Regions from separate parts of the Sus scrofa genome. Here region 2 is linked to region 1. The links are chromatin contacts, called in public Hi-C maps. All regions are on one chromosome and are shown on one strand. The core of a region is the stretch at or near the end of the contact, and the rest is flanking DNA. Distances in the headings are between cores, read along the strand shown.

Region 1 (3,225 bases), core at 341-2,840:
GTGTGTGGTTTTTTTATTTTTTATTTTTTTTAATTCCAAAGGTAAAATAGAGAATGGCTTTCTAAGATATTAATCATTCTTTTGAGAAATATTTATTGTGTGCTAGATACAATGCTAGCCACAGGGGATCCAAAGATGAATAGACCTACTTCTTGGCTCTGTTTAGTAGCATAATAGTATAACTTTGATTTTTCTAAGGGAGAAAGTATGTAGGAGGAGAATATGAAGTAACATTTATGTTACGATATTCATTCAAGACAATGAAATGCATGTAGAAAAGAGTTAAACTCCAAGACAAAAATGACTCTCATTTACCTCTGGAATTAAAAAATGTCTCTGGACAGTTTTATCAGTGCTCCCTTCGCAGCTTTTGCAGTGGGTACTTAAAGACTCTTTTTGAGTTAACTGCCCCACTTGACTGCATGCTCATGAGGCTGAAAGCCTGCCTGTTTTATTTACTGTGAGATCCACAGCACCAAACACAAGCCTGGTTTGTAGCAGATACTCAGGAAGTTTTTGCTAAATAAATGAAAGAGGAAAAGAAGACTTGCTTTTTGCCCTCAGAATGTGTCCAGCACTGGCTCTTGAACATTTAAGCACCTGTCCCTGCACTACTTTCTAAAGTCAGAAGCTAATGAGCAGAACATTTGCTTTACTAAATTGAACTGAATCTTCATATCCCAACCAGAGAAATGTAGTTGGAATTGCATATGAAACTGAAGCAGCCTACAAGTCTGTCTTGTCTTGCTTGCCTCAGCCTCTCAGGACCTGTATGAGCACCCTGAAAACCACGGGTCCGTTGCTCACCCCATCTATGCACACTGCATTCCCCTCACACAGTGACCTCTGTGGGTGTCTCAGAGGTGTACCACACTTACTTAGAGGTAAGTCTAGCACCGAAGAGCTGTTGATAAATCCCTCTATGTTGCATCAAAACAGCTTTGGTATGGTTGTCCATCTCCTAGCCCACACATCTATCTTGGGTCCTTGCAATTTTAAGTCTTATAATTAGCCCCATCCCTTCCAGGTGACCCCAGCAAATTAGAGAGGAGAAGCAATTCAACCACAGTTGCATCCTGGCAGTCTCTTCCAGTTCAGATTTTCAAGTTCTGACTTGGGACTTTTTAAGCCAAACCCAGTCCATTTGACAGAATTACCTGTCAAATGCTAGAAAAACAAGACTACAGAGGAGGTAGATGGTGCGCACACAGGCAGAGGACATTAGTGAGCTATGAAGGGAACTCTGTGTACTAACGTAACATCCCAGGACATTGTTCAGAGGCACATGTCACCAGTACTGTAAGTGGAGAAGACGGAAAGGTGGTAGAGGGAAGAAGGGTGAACTTTAAATGAACTTGGACACATCCTGACCTTGGTGACCAGCTTCTCTGCGTGGCTTCCCAGCTTGCACTCACCTCTGCAGTGGACTGTTTCCCAGCACCTCCGAGGTACCGCTTTCTCTTCCTCCAGCCCCTGTGTGAGGTGCTGCCCTGTTGCTGAGCTGCTGCTGCCTCACCCTGTTAATACACGGGTGTGCTGGGATCCTGGCCAAGGTGATCATGTTACAGCAGCCAACTGGCTCTGGCCAGGCACGTGACAAGAGAAAAAAATTGGGTCTGTTTTGACTGGAAACAAAAACACCTTTTTGCCAAAGGACATCTCCTGAAAGCCAAGAGGAAATGTGAAATCTAAACCAGCACTGGAAAAAGCGCATCGGCTGAACTCTGGGCTTTTTTCCTTCTTTTCAAAAAACTTTCTTCATCTTCCTCAACTTAAAATGTTGCTGTCCTGTAGGAGGCACTTTTGATAAGAGACGTGGGTATCAGATAATGTTGAAGAGTGGAAAGTGGGCAGTTCAAGTGGATAGAAAGGTTCCATGGACTGGAGGACCTCATTTCCTCATTTTTGATTCTTTTGCTGCTGAGGGCAGCCAAGGGAGTAGCATCAGCTACTATGGTTGAGTCTAGATGCAGGAAAGTAATACCCAGAGAGGTTAAGTTTATACTTCGAAACAGGGGAAATTAGAATACAGGATGACGCATGATGTGAAATTGTGATAACTTTGGGAAAGAACTGAATTTTTAAACTTTCTAAGAATTATTGCTATTTTTAGAGGTTGAATTATTTTAAAAATATTTTATTGAAATATAGTTGATTTACAAGATGTGTTAATTGCTGCTATACAGCAAAGTGTTTCAGTTATACACACATACACACATAACTTTTCATATTCTTTTTCATTATGGTTTATCACAATATACTGAATATAATTCCTTATGCTACATGGTAGGACCTTGTTGTTTATCCATCCTTTACATATACTAGTTTGCCTCCGATAATCCCAAACTCCCAATCCTTATCTCCCTCCTGGCAACCAGAAATCTGTTTGTCATATCTGTGAGTCTGTTTCTGTTTTGTAAATATGTTAATTTGTGTTGTGTTTTATTTTTATTTATTTTTTATGGCTGCACCTGTGTCATATGGAAGCTCCTGGGCTAGAGGTCAAATTGCAGCTGCAGCTGCAGACCTATGTCACAGCCACGGCAACGCCAGAACCATGCTGCATCTATGACCTATACCACGGCTTGCAGCAACCCCAGATCCTTAACCCACTGAGCGAGGCCAGGGATGGAACGGCGACTATGTTGGGTTCTTAACCTGCTGAGCCATAATGGAAACTCCTATATTGTATTTTAGATTCCACAGTTCATTCTTTTTTATGGCTAATATTCCATTGTGTGTGTGTGTGTGTGTGTATACACACACCACATCTTTGTCCACTCATCTGTTGATGGACATTGAGGTTGTTTCCATGTCTTGGCCATTGTAAACAGTGCTGCTGTGGACATAGGGGTGCATGTATCTTTTTGAATTATAGTTTTATCTGGATATATGCCTACCCGGGGGTGGGACTGCTAGATCATATGGCAATTCTATCTTTAGATTTTTGAGGAACCTCCATACTGTTTTCCAAACTGGTTGCACCAATTTACATTTCCATCAACAGTGCAGTAGGGTTCCCTTTTCTCCACATCCTCGCCAGCATTTGTTATTTGTAGACTTTTTAATGATGGCCATTCTGACTGGCACGAGGTAGTTTTGATTTGCATTTTTCTAATGATTAGCAATGTTGTGCATCTTTTCATGTGTTTTTTGGCCGTCTGTATTGTCTTCTTTGGAGGAATGCTTATTTAGGTCTTCTGCCCATTTTTCAGCAGGGTTGTT
Region 2 (3,225 bases), core at 198-2,697, 74 kb before region 1:
AGGGGAAGCTTACTGACCCAGGCTTTCATACAGGGGTGCGCTGTTTAAAACATAAGCACTCTAATGCTTTCCATCACACTCAGTTGGCTTTTAAGAGCCTACTGCTTGGGTTTGCAACTAGCAAAGTACAAGAGGAAACCATCGAGGGGTGGGCAGAGTCGTTGCCTTGGGTTTGTCCTGGGGTGTCCCCAAAGCCCACAGCACGTCCCTGGTGGAGGTTGGCCAGCAATGGGAAAAAGGCCAGCTGGGCCAAAGGGGGTGCAGAAAGGGACATGGGTTGGCCCGGCAAGGTCAGAATTGAGAAATTTCTAAGTACTTGGTTAGTTCGTCAGACAGTGCTGCCCCCTCTAGGGCAAGGGCATAGGTGCTTCCTACTAGGCCACTTTTGTGGCAAGAACCTTACTCCTTAGAGATTTGTAGGAGCGTGGTTTCATTTTTTCCATCCCCTGTACCCAAACCTGTCCCTTGATTTTTCAGTGTGTAAAATGAGACTGCCTCTAAGTGTATCACTAGCCTGCTGCTGGCCACCTTCTGCTCCTTCGTCTGGAAGGCTGAGATGAGGCAGACCTTGGATTGGCCCTCACAGAAAGGTGACCAGATTACTGATGATTGGGGTTTTGAGGACTGGGTGGATCCATGAAGTCCATTTTCCTCTTCCATTACTGTAGTACCTGTACCAGGTGTCCACAGGCTGAGAGGGGCCTGCCTTGGGTACCAAGGAGGCTGCTTGGTTTGTCCTCCTCTGGGAGCTCATTGTCCTGAGGTGGGACGCTGTCCAAGGTGGCCTGCCAGAGCTGAGGATTCCAAGCCACCATGCTTTGATTACTCCTGGGATCTCGTCTTACTCATCAGGTGCTTGGATTAAAAGGGTTGGTACTGCTTTTGAGATTGCATTTAAGACATTACAGAACATTTCTTTGCTCATATCTCACAGTGCCCTTGAGGTGGGTGGTAGTCGGCCCCCTTTTATGGAGAAATTCCTACTACATGAGCTCGTGAAGATTAAGGGACCTTCTCAAGTCAGAGTTAAAAACTGGCAGAGCTGGTCTTCTTCCCCCACCCACTTGAAGCACAACTAATAAGGAAAAAATTCAGAAGAGTAAAAAGATAAACATCAGTCTTTCTATTAGGTGAGGTATTGCAAGGGAGGCACTTAGCACAGTGACAGATCATACTTAAGGACTCAATAGTAGCTCCATAATTTTTTTTTTTTTTTTTTCTCTTTAAGACGCTTGACTATGTCACCCTTTCTATACAGGAGCTGTGGGCATAGCAGTTTGTCCTTTGAGCGGGAGGCCCTTCTGCCAAGCCTGAGGAAAGGAGTATGCGGGCAGTGGCAGCCTAAGAAAACCCAACTCCTGGCTGGGAGGAGAGAGGCCGCTAACGTTCTCTGTTGGCTGCAGCTAAGCTTGCAGTTGATCTGGAATGTTCTCTTCTATTCCAGGTCTTCCCAGTCCCACCCCCTGACTAGTATCAACACTGTCATGTCCCTCTGAGGTGGCAGCTCTTTGGAGATCCTAGACTGGCGGAGAGCCAGAGTCCAAGGGGACTTTGGAAGCCATCTGGTCACTTTTCATTTTGCAGAAAACTGGCTGTTAACCAAAGTCTCTCAGGTGGCAGCAAGGTAATCAGGATGCCTATGCTAGCTCTCTCCTCCTTCTGCCCTTTTCCCTCAGGGGTGGAGAAATGGGAGGCCCTTCAAATGGTTGATGCTACAGGAGTGGAGATAAGAGCATTAGGCCTGGCAGCACGCACCCCAGGTGACCCACTGTAGTTGCTGTCACTCCTGGTCCTCCAGACGTAAGCCTTCAGCTTTCTTCCCTCTCTCGAGCTGGGTCAGCTATTGACATACCTCGAGCCCTGAAAAGGCCAGGGAAAGCCTCAAATGGAGGAGAATATTGCTCCTAAAAGCAGTTCCCCTCTTCCCCAGTGATGGTCTCTTCAAGACGGAGCGTAGACATGGTTCTAGGAGAGGTGAGGAGCGCTAAGCAAACATCCAGGACTTAGTACCTAAAAGGTTCAGCAGTAGGCTTGAGATGAGGTGGAATAATCTGTCTGTAGCCTTAGTCAGTTACTCAGAAGTATCTATAAACTTCCAAGTAATAGCTAACAAGTCTTAAGTATTTCCTATGTACTTTTCCAAGCACTTTACAAGTATCAACTCATTTAATCTTTAGACTCCCAGTAGGTTAGAAACTCTATTCCCATTTACAGAAATCCCCAATCATGGAGATAGGAGTTGTAGAGCCGAGACTCTGGAGCCCAGGCTCTTACTTACTTGTGCCGCCACCCTGCTGCTGGTGGTGAAGTAGGGTCATCCAGGCTGACCTTGGGGAAGTAGCAGCCTAGTGCCCTTTGTACAGAGTCACCCATTCCATAGCTCTCACTTCTGATGATGCATTTTCTTCTTCCTGGGCCTTGCCTTAAGCTTTCTGGAAGAGCCCAGGCCTACGGGTTGCAGGTCTTACCTGGGGTGAGGACAGGGTGGTCTCTGAAGGGAAAGTGCCATTGAACTCACCACCACCTATGTCGCCTCTCAGGTCCGTCAGTAGTTTCATCGGCCAGATGCTTGGCATTTTCACCTCTTCACTATCCACAGTGCGTAGGGTGGGCTAAATAGTTAATTTTGTCCTTTTTGAGGAGGGGGCTGCACCCACTGCATATGGAGATTCCCAGGCTAGGGGTCTAATCAGAGCTGTTGCTGCCGGCCTACCCCACAGCCACAGCAACACCAGATCTGAGCCTCATCTGGAGCCTACACTGCAGCTCACAGCAACCCAGGATTCTTAACCCACTGAGTGAGCCGCAACCTCATGGTTCCTAGTCGGATTCATTTCCGCTGCGCCACAATGGAAACTCCTAAGTAGTTGTTGAGATGAAGACTGTTTGCCAGTTGTTAACAAACTGGAATTATAAAGACATTTGTGGTAATTTATGACAGGCTTTTCTTGAGCCTGTTTACTGTTTGAGGATCCTGAATACAGCATCCCACATAGTCGAGATTAACCAGTTACAGGTGGAGTTAAGATTAAGGCTTTATGGAGTTCCCGTTGTGGTGCAGTGGTTAACGAATCCGACTAGGAACCATGAGGTGGCGGGTTCGATCCCTGCCCTGGCTCAGTGGGTTAACGATCCGGCGTTGCCGTGAGCTGTGGTGTAGGTTGCAGATGCGGCTCGGATCCTGCATTGCTATGGCTCTGGCATAGGCTGGCGGCTACAGCTCCG

The links. A called contact is a pair of places that touch in the nucleus more often than the background predicts.
Region 2: a contact with region 1 is called in a Hi-C map of liver, with 13 times the contacts expected there. The contact joins the enhancer-like site here to the promoter of FAXDC2 in region 1. A contact is called at or near these places in 2 of 5 promoter capture datasets (fetal liver and liver), 7 of 47 Hi-C or Micro-C datasets (embryonic fibroblasts, heart right ventricle, liver and 4 more) and 1 of 2 datasets of contacts at active chromatin or transcription factors (alveolar macrophages).

What each region holds. Positions count from the first base shown.
Region 1 is chr16:68,357,608-68,360,832 of Sscrofa11.1, reverse strand. It overlaps FAXDC2 (fatty acid hydroxylase domain-containing protein 2), which reads right to left and starts at 1,590. Exons shown (of 8, transcript XM_021076711.1): 1 at 1,416-1,590.
Region 2 is chr16:68,431,628-68,434,852 of Sscrofa11.1, reverse strand. All of the region lies in intron 1 of LARP1 (la-related protein 1), which reads left to right. Among named protein-coding and RNA genes, the nearest start is that of LARP1, 18 kb to the left of the region's middle. Within about 2 kb of position 1,447, at least 6 of the 83 cell types and tissues checked have an H3K27ac peak or open chromatin away from gene starts, as enhancers often do. A contact at or near this core is called in alveolar macrophages, fetal liver and liver, where this site is marked.